Regions from separate parts of the Mus musculus genome. Here region 1 is linked to region 2. The links are chromatin contacts, called in public Hi-C maps. All regions are on one chromosome and are shown on one strand. Each heading gives the region's core, a stretch centred on a gene start, on an enhancer-like site or on the middle of the called end of the contact. The rest is flanking DNA. Distances are from core to core; before and after follow the strand shown. Region 1 has its middle 36 kb from the start of Gm34596. Region 2 holds the start of Aff3 (AF4/FMR2 family, member 3).

Region 1 (4,901 bases), core at 2,129-4,628, 39 kb before region 2:
AGAGAAAGACAGGGAAGGAAGAGGGCCAGGAGCATTAAAGGGCATGCCCTCAGTGACCTAACTTCCTCCCACTCGGCTCTGCCTCCAAAAGCTTCCAGCGTCTGTAAGTTGCCACCAACTGTGTAAACCTTTAGCAAGCAGCCCTCTTGGAGGCATTACAGAAGTCAGAAGGCAAGCATTCAAAGGCAGGACAGTTAAGACCCGACTTTTACTTGAGACTGGGGTAAAGCAAACTTGCTTGTGATGGGCAGATAGGGTGTGGTAAGGAGCATCGATCTAGCTCTCTTCTGTTATCCCCAGCAACAGGTACCTTCAGTGCTGTCAATTTTGTAAAGGGCTGAGAGATGACAATCCACTTTGGCAACAACTCTGTCTCCATGGGAAGTTGATACTGTCCTGTCCATTTTACAGATTTGGAAACTGAGCTCAGGGGTATGAGAGCTTTCTCAGTGTCACATGATGAATCTGTAATACAATTCAGGCTCAAAACTTTTTATTTACCAATTAACAAATGACCGCTGAGGGCCTACTATCTGCAACAGATGGGGGACAGGCACAACAGGCCTTCTATCACGCAGAATCTCCAGTCTCAGGGAGAAGGCACAAATGCAAGACACTGATTGTGACTAAGTGTGGTGAGTGTACTGGTAAGGAGATACATTTATTAGACGCTGTACCAGAAACTCAAGCAGGAGCTAGAGATAAAGCAGAACGAGTGGGCCTGTGAGCAATTCTACCCGCGAGCCTGCTACTGCTGATTTTCCACATCTGCCTTCAGGTATTCAGCGCGACATCCAGGTGGGCGCAGTCTGCTGGATCAGCTGGGGACACTCACTTTTGGGAGCCAGACGGGATCTTCTAAGTACCTCCCAGCAGTTCACGGACAAGCAAGGACCCTGTACAAATGTGTACTTGGCAAGTCGTGGCCGGTGGAGTTCAGCCGCATGCAGGGTTAGGGTGTTACAGGGTGGGCTGTGGAAGCTGAGGGGATAAAGTAGGCGTGGCTAGAGGTTTGCATGGATCTGCCCTACGTTAAAGGGCGTGCCCCCAATAGCCTAACTTCCGCCTACCAGGCTCCACCTTCCAGAGGTCCCAGTACTTCTCAATAACCACAGACAATGGCCAAACCCTTATCAGGCTCACAAAGAGGTCCACATGTGGATGGATATCGGAAAATTCATTTTCCCCATTCTGTTACATTAATTTATTCTTTTAATATATTAAGAAAGATTGTGCCTCGGAAATATTGAAATGTGTGCATTGTAGAAGGAGTAAGGTAAATAATTAAAGGTAAAGGAGTAAGGTAAATAATTAAAATGCCCAGTGATGATCCCTACCACTTACAGAGTACTTACCACGTTCTATACACAAACTATATGGTTTAATTTCTAAATCACTCTAGACTGTAATGACTGAGCTGAGTTATATATATGTTTGCTTCTCTAGCATTTCTGGAGATTCATGGCTTCTAGAGGGGATCTCATGGCAGATGGCATTTCATGTGGATGGGGACGGAGAAAGAATGGCAAGATGAGAGAGACTGAAGAAAGCAAGAAAAGTAATGATATTAGTTCGATGGAATGGAATGCACACATGCACACACACACATGCACACACACACACACACACACACATGGGGTGGGGTGGGGAGTGGCTTTCACTCATAGAAACAAGAGACCTAACCTAGGAAAACCAAACTCTCTTTAAAGTAATCTGTTCTCATAGGACCAATTCAGTCCTATAAGACAACACTGATCGATCATTCAGATGCCCTGGCCCCTAACCATGCCTCACAGGTGATATCAAAGACAGGAGGTAGAGGTGTAGTTCCCCCAAAATTGTGAAGGTGCTAAATACACCTTGATGGTGTGCTTGAAAATTATTGGTTTTCTGTTACACAACTATTTCTTCAGAAAACCCAACAAAAAATGGTAGTAGTAGACACACACTCAAGTGTCCTACTCCTCAGTGACCTACCTAACCTATCCTATAGACTGAGGGCATGCATACTCCTGGGGATCGAGGCAGTGAACAGGAGACCTGAAGTGAGGGTCTAGGTATAGGAAGAGAGGAGAGGAGTCACTCAGAGTGGTTTCAGAGATGGAACTGACTTTTTGATTACAGGTTGAAGGCTTTTAGGGAAAGGGACGAATCCAGGCGAATTCTTCAGTTTTGGTTTGGGAACAGGAGAAAGGTTTACTTCTGCCCAGGGAATCCGCACGGCTGACGGCAGAACTGTAACACTATGTAACGGGACAGGGGAGTCTCTAGTTAGACCCTGGATTCCATCCAATATATACATAAAGAAGGCTGCGCTCAAATAAAGAAAACTCGGTGTGAAAAGGGAGGAAGCTGGGTTAGCAGAAGGCAGACATAGACGCAGGAAGAGGGGCGATGAGGGGCAAGGAGGGGACACAGTGGGAAGGGTTCACAGGCTGTGTGATGAGGGGTGAGGAATGGAGAGGGCAGAGTCTCATTCTGATCCATTGATCCTGAGGTTCCTGGGAGACATTCAGGAAGAACAGCAGAGACTTGTAAACAGCCAGACACTGGCTTGGCAAGGAACATGGAGAGACTCTATGGGGCCACCCATGGAGAACATAAACCAAGAGCCTGGAGAACCGGGCCTGGGAAGAGCACAAATCAAGATTGTCGCTGAGGAATGGAAGTCTGCCAGAGAGAGAGAAAAATGGCCTGACAGAAGCCAGGAGAATGTGGAGTCATGGTGGCCAAAGGGAAAGTTCCAGAAGAGAGGAAATGCTCCCTAGTATCAAACACTGTGGAGAAAGGAGAATGAGCAGACAGACAGCACAGTTACCTGTCCTCTGGAAATCTCCCTGTTAGCAGGAGAATGTCAAGACGAATGAGTGTGCAGGGGACAGCAGGATAGACAAGAAGGCCCAGCCCCGACGGATGCATGGGAGATAAGGAGCTGAAACCTTCAGGGAGTATATTCTCACATCTTTATATTTTTCCACTGGTACTGTTTCTCCTTCCCCTGTGAGCCTTTGTTCTGGAAAGTTCTAGGAAACCATTACACTCTAGAGGCTAGATTAAGTTTTAGTCCTGGTTTCTTAGATGTCCAGGCAGTTGGAGATCCGGGAGAGCTTTGACAAGAAACTAAATCTGGCTTCAGGGAGTTGGCTAAAGGGCAAAGCACTTGGCATGTGACTATAATGGACAGAGTTCAGATTCCCAGCACCCACATAAATGCCAAATGGGCATAGGGGCCTACTTATAATCCAAGCAAGAGGGAGGTGAAGATGGAAAACTTTGGAGCAACCTGGCTAGCTAGACTAACCTAAGCCCCAGCTCAACCAGAGACCTTGCTTCAGTGTGGAAAGTAGAGAGAACACTTGAGGAAGACAGCTGACATCAGCCTCTGACGTCAGCCTCTGATCTCCACATGTGTGATGGTTTGACTATGCTTGGCCTAGCAAGAGGCACTATTAGGTGGTGTGGCCTTGTTGGAGTAGGTGTGGGTGTGGCCTTGTGGGAATGGGTATGGCTTTGATGGAGTGAGTGTGGCCTTGTTGGAGGAAGTGCCACTGTGGGGGGTGGGCTTTGAGACCCTCCTCTCCTAGCTGCCAGAAAGACAGTCTGCTCTTGGCTTTCTTTGGATGAAGATATAGAACTCTCAGCAGTTCCTGCACCCTGCCTGCCTGGATGCTGCCATGCTTCCTGCCATGATGATAATGGACTGAACCTCTGAATTGTAAGCCGGCCCCAATTAAATGTTGTCCTTATAAGAGTTACCTTGGTCATGGTGTCTATTGACAGAAATGTATGTGCCTGACCTCCACGTAAATGCACAGGCACCTATATATACACATGCATGTACACACACACACACACACACACACACACACACACACACATACAGAGGAGGAAAAAAAGGATGCTAAATAGCCTACTAAGATCAGTACCTGGTAAGAGTATACGGGATTCTAGAATGTTCCAGGATGTTTTTTCAACATTCCTTTTAGGGTTAGGTGGGAGTGAAACAGACCTTTGCCCCTGGCCACCATGACTGTGTATCTCAATCTATGTTCTTGTCAGGAGATCTCTCAAGCTGTGTGTCCAGGCTCTGTTACCAGTCTGCCCTGGGGCGGGTAGGAGCAGGGGGCTGGGTGTCTGCCGTAGTCCGTCGCCTCCACACTTTCACATCCTCTATCAACACCTGCACACTTGGGTGGTGACCACACAAGCTCTTCCTGTTTGTGCAGAAAGTGCCATTCAGAACGCTTGCCAGCGAGGAGGGATCCGTACACAGAAGAGAGAAGCCGAACAATTTATTTGGAACAGGAAAAAAATAAAACCAAGAGTGTGTTGAGAGGTAAGTGGGTCTGTGTCTCGGTACTTTCGGGAGTTGTGGGTGAAGCCTAGGACTGTGCACTCGGGCGCCTCAGGGCCCGACAGTTGAGAGCATTCCTAGCCTGCTCCATAGAGAGAATCGTGACCTGGTGCATGGCTAGATAATGGGACAGGCAGATGTGGAACATAACCAGGGAAGGTCATAACGTGTGTGTGTGTGTGTGTGTGTGTGTGTGTGTGTGTGTGTGTGTGTGTGTATGCATGTGTGGCATGCAAAGAAGACACAATCTAGAGGTAAACATGTTCTCACATACATCTGTGATGCCAATTGGGCCCAGTGGTCTTAGGCAATATGTCTGAACCTCATGTAGGTCACCAGCTATACCTCAATGAAAGAACCCAAGTCAAGGTCCCAGGGAGGATCTGAGGGTGGCCTTGCCGGTGACTTCAGGACCTACACAAAGGAGACTGTGGGAAGCCTAAGGCCACTCTCCCTCATGCAAACGTAACTTAATGCAACAGTTAACAACACTATCCGTGTAGCTCGTGTATTCACACAAGGAACATTATGTATACACACACACACA
Region 2 (4,639 bases), core at 447-2,946:
AACTATTCCAAAGCTGGGGGAAGAAAAGGATGGGGGCCCGAGAGCTTTGCAGTTCTGTTTCCGAGAGCATAGAACTCTAGTTGGCTTTTTGGCAGTTTATCTACCTGCGCCCACGACTTCGTTAGTTCTCCTTCAGAGGTGGGTGAAATAAAAAAAGGGGTTGCTCCTAGGATTTCTACCAAAGGGGCTAAATTTTTGGCGGCCTCACATGGTGGCTCTTCTTGTCTAGAAAAGGAACAAAGGCCGATACACTGCAAAGGCCTCCCTTAGGGCATGCGGGGTTTGGTGTAAGTGGTGAGCTTTGCTCGGTGCTGCTCTCTCCAGGAATCCTGGGGAATCCTGAACAGGGCTCCAGGAACTGGGGCCAAGAGCATGGGAGAGGGGAACCCCATGCACCACCCCCGGGGCCAGCATGGGATCCTCAATTTTGAGGGCAGAAGCCCAGAGATGGAAGGATAGACCAGCTCTACGCCTCCAGTCCCCACTCTCAGAGTGTATATAATAATGAGCGAGGGGGGAGCAGTCTCTCAAACCAAGGGAGTAATAATAGCAAGGGTTTTATTTTTTTTACAAGCCACAGTGGTACTCTATCATCTTTCCAGCTGACAATCTGCCACTCTCTAGACAGGAGAGGAGGCGGCGGGAAGTTTGTAGTGGAAACCCAGAGAGGCCTTTCCAGTATGAAATAAAAAGAAAGGAGACTGGTTTCCAGGGACTGGGCAGCTGAGGGCTAGTGGGATACCCCTCGTCCTCCCAGCCCCCAGGCTAAACTGCAGCTGAAAGCAGGTCTTGGAAGACGCTTCCTTCCCGCCTCCTCTTTATTTCACTTAAGTTACTGGCTCCAGATATTTGAAACGATTTGTTTTCAGCGCTGCCGTGGGCTGCACTGTTAACTCTCACCGCGCCTGGGGCGCCCAGGGCTTTTCCTTCCTAGCGCCCACCCCAGATCTTCAAGAGTGCACACCTCCAGCCGCAGCGCCCTGCGGGTTCCCCTTAATTTGCGGAGGACCAGAAAGTCCCAGCTGGACACGGGGCGAGGGCGAGAGGCAGGGGTCTGCTTTGCTGCAGGCCGGCCTCGGCTCGGCACGGCATCCCCCTGCCCTCGGCGCCGCTGCGCCGCTCCCTTTGGCTCAGAGGACGTCCCCCGCAACCCTCGGGGCCACTGAGGGTCTGGAGAGATGGAGGGGCGCGGGTGAGGAGGGCGAGCCGGCAGTCCGGCCCGAGAAAGGGCGCGGGACCCCGAGCAGCCGCACGGGGAGAGCGGGGAGCGCGGGGAGCGCAGGGGCGCGCGGGGCGGGCGCGGCGCGGGGCTCAGGACGCGCGCGCGCGCCTCGGCCTCGCCCGCGCACACGCGCCTCCCGGAGGAGAAAGAGGCGGGCGGGCGAGCGGGCGGGCGCAGAGCACCGCGCCGGCGGCTGCAGCGGGCCGGGCCGCCGCGAGGGAGGGGCGGAGGGGCGGGCGCAGGCCGGGAGGGGGCGGCGGCGCGGCGAGAGAGCGAGCTCGCGGCTCTCGGCGAGTGTGGCTGCGCGCGAGCCGGCGAGCGGGTGAGTGCGCCGGGCGGGCCCGGGAAGCAGGGGCCGCGGGGGTGCCGGGCACTGAGAGCCGGGGGAGGGTGACTGGCGGGCAGGCGGGCAGGCGGGCGGCGGCGGCTCGGGCGCGGCCGGGATGCACCTTAGCGGGCGCCTCTCGTTGCAGCGCGCGGGCGGCCCGAGGCTCGGCAGCGGCGGCGGCGGACACGGCGGCGGCGGACACAGCGGCGGCGGCGGACACGGCGGCGGCGGCGCTGACACCTCCCACCATGGACAGCTTCGACTTAGCCCTGCTCCAGGAATGGGACCTCGAGTCGCTGTGGTGAGTCCCGGTGCTGGCCGCTGGGGAGCCGCGCTGGCCCCGCCTGCCCTCACCTGGGCCGGGACTCCGGGTGCCCGGCCGCCGTGGGGGTGGGGTGGCTCGGGGACACCCGCCTCGCTGGCCGGCTCCTTCCAGCCTTGGCGGGCTGGATGCTCGGCCGCCTCCCCGTGAATTCGTCGGTCTCCGGTTCCGTTCTCTCCCCTCGGTGCTTGCCTGCGCTAGCTCAGGGGGCCGGGGTCTGGCTGCCACTGGAGGAGCGCAGCGGTGGAGGGGAAGAGAACCGATTTTTAGAACGTGTCACTGATGCCTGAGAGCCCACCCCTCATCTCGCAGCCCCTCTCAGCTCCCTTCCTTCGGATTGTGCTCCCCTCCAGCTCCCGGAGAGCCTCAGGCTCACCACCCCTGTGACCCCCTAGAGTTGGTACCTCTACGAAGTGCCCGGAGAGGATGCTCTCTAGCCTTGCGCCCTGCCTGCTCCCTGCTTGGCGTTTGCATCCTTCCTCTGTCCTACCTCACTCCCACTGGAGATGGAAAAGTGAGCACCCTAGGCAGGAGGCCAGTGTGTCTTGGTGCCCGAATTCCGGAGGCCTTGGCCCAGGGAGACTCATTTCCCGGAGGTTCTCGGTTCCTTTGCACCCTTTCTTCACACATGCCCATGGCTGAACTCCTCACTCTTTTTGTCAAGCTCAAAGCTGGCAGCCTGGAATGCACTTGGGGTTCCAGTTCTCGCTAATCTCGCATTAGGGAGAGCTGCTATAGGTAAATCACAGGTAGATGCAATTTAATTCTAGTTGCGGTTGTCTGAAAAATCCCATTGGCTGCTTCAGCATCCCTCACATTGCCCCCACCCCTTAAATGTTTCCAACCAGCCCTATTCAGGTGGTAAAATTACTGCTTGTATATTCCTGGAGGAACTTGTGTTATGTTTAATATTTACGGGGATGAACATCTGCTGGAACAAGCATATTAACTGCTTTCTGTTCTGCCTCTGGTAATCGCTGATTGTAGAGCTGAGCAGTTCCCTTTTTAATTCAGTAAAGAGTTCACATGTGTCAAAAACTGCAAGTGGTGTGCACATGAATATGCGATGCACAATTTTAAAGCTAAACTGCTTTATGATTTATGACACATACCTCGATGGCATGTGGGCATGTGAATCTCCATAGTGACTTAGGCTCAAAGTGACTTTATTTTCTTAAAGACAGGTGTAACAAAATAAACTAGACACAGAGCTCACGAATTATCGGGCAGTTTCTTATAGAAGATCCGACGGTGACTACAGCTTGCTCTGCATAATGCTAGCACCTATAAAACACACAAGGATGGGCTCCAATGTAATAAAACTTGTATATATTACACTGGCAACTTCAAAGAGCTAGTGTAGAGAGAATATGGAACATGTTATTACTCTATAAAAGTTGCTAATTACTGTGTTGCTGCTCCTGGGGTTATTCCAGTCTTTCATTTACAGATACCTATTATTTTACAGGTTTACCTTTTGAAATATTGGTTTCTGGCACAAATTCAATAGCTTCCCAGATAACAACTGCCTTTTAAAAATGACTTTTGCTTTTTAAAATCTAGGCAGGCTTGTAGTTAAAGGGGAGAACTTATTTTTTGGACGCATGTTTATGCTACTTATCCACTTTCTGGTTCAAATTGAACTCCTGTATGGTTTTTATAAGTTGTATTTTGAGATTATCAGTGGTAATGTGTAGGCCTTTTTGGCAAGGGCTCAAGGTGTGTCTTCAGTTCCCAGTAAATTATCTTGAATACTGTCAAAGAATGCCTGCTGAATTGTCTTTAAATTTTTAATATCCTATTTATTTATTTATTTATTTATTTATTTATTTGACCATATCTCTCAACATAGTCCAGGCTGGCCTGAAACTTGCTTTGTAGACTGGGCTGGCCTCAGACCACATAGATTTTACCTGTTTCACTAGTGCATTGAGGACATTGCGCCACCACAGCTGGAAAGCATTTTTTTTTAAGCCATTGCACACTCAATCAGATTTGTAAGCAATATATAGTTTCTTGGCTTAAGAAAGCATGTTAGATTTCTTGATTACAGTATAGTAGAACAGTTTGGCTTAAGAGAATGTTTCTTATTTTGTGGATATAGAATTTACATTTACAAAAGGTTATCTTTAGGTAAAGTTAAAGATAAACCAAAAAACTTGGGTTTGCATTTCAAATATGTCAGACATTCTCTTAGTTATGGACCAATTTTTGCATGACATTTCTAACTCAATTTTAGGATTTGCTAAAGACTTTTATGTTTACAGTTCAGTTTCAAGCTCATGCATGATCAAAAACATGTAGTCTCTCTCTCTCTGTCTCTCTCTCCTTCTCCCCCTCCCTCCCGCTCGTTCGCTCCTCTCTTTCTCCAGCTCTTGTTTGTTTTTGAAAGAAAGTCTTGGTGTGCAAGTTTCACACTCAAGGTAATTATCCTGCCTCAGTCTACTAAGTTCCGGGATACCAGGCATGGGTCCTTCATGCCTGGCATACTTGATTACTTTCTATATGTCTGATATTCCTATATCTGTTATCTTCTTGTTTGAATCTGATAACATCTCAAAAGTAAATGACAGTACTCTCATTTTATAGATAAGAAAATACGAGTTTTAATCTGTAACTGTGCCAAGACCAAAAATGACAGCAGGTATTTTAAGTCTAATATTTGCTACATACTTGTCAGAGGCATGGCCATTATATGTCCTAGGTCATTTATTCCCCAACAAGAAACTTACCATGTACGTACTGTTGTTGGTCTGATTTTTACAGA

Evidence for each region. A called contact is a pair of places that touch in the nucleus more often than the background predicts.
Region 1: a Hi-C map of pre-pro-B cells shows a contact between it and region 2, with 1.7 times the contacts expected there. The contact joins the enhancer-like site here to the promoter of Aff3 in region 2. A contact is called at or near these places in 2 of 39 promoter capture datasets (3T3-L1-derived adipocytes and pre-B cells), 7 of 484 Hi-C or Micro-C datasets (B cells, CD8 central memory T cells, DN3 thymocytes and 3 more), 3 of 115 datasets of contacts at active chromatin or transcription factors (CD8 T cells, the SCID.adh cell line and memory CD8 T cells) and 3 of 9 other capture datasets (adipose tissue, liver and pancreatic islet).

What each region holds. Positions count from the first base shown.
Region 1 is chr1:38,664,293-38,669,193 of GRCm38.p6, reverse strand. No RefSeq gene overlaps it. Among named protein-coding and RNA genes, the nearest start is that of Gm34596, 36 kb to the right of the region's middle. Within about 2 kb of position 3,378, at least 106 of the 459 cell types and tissues checked have an H3K27ac peak or open chromatin away from gene starts, as enhancers often do. A contact at or near this core is called in 3T3-L1-derived adipocytes, B cells, CD8 T cells and 8 more, where this site is marked.
Region 2 is chr1:38,624,301-38,628,939 of GRCm38.p6, reverse strand. Aff3 (AF4/FMR2 family, member 3) reads left to right here and starts at 1,696. Exons shown (of 22, transcript NM_001290814.1): 1 at 1,696-1,851. The coding sequence starts at 1,799.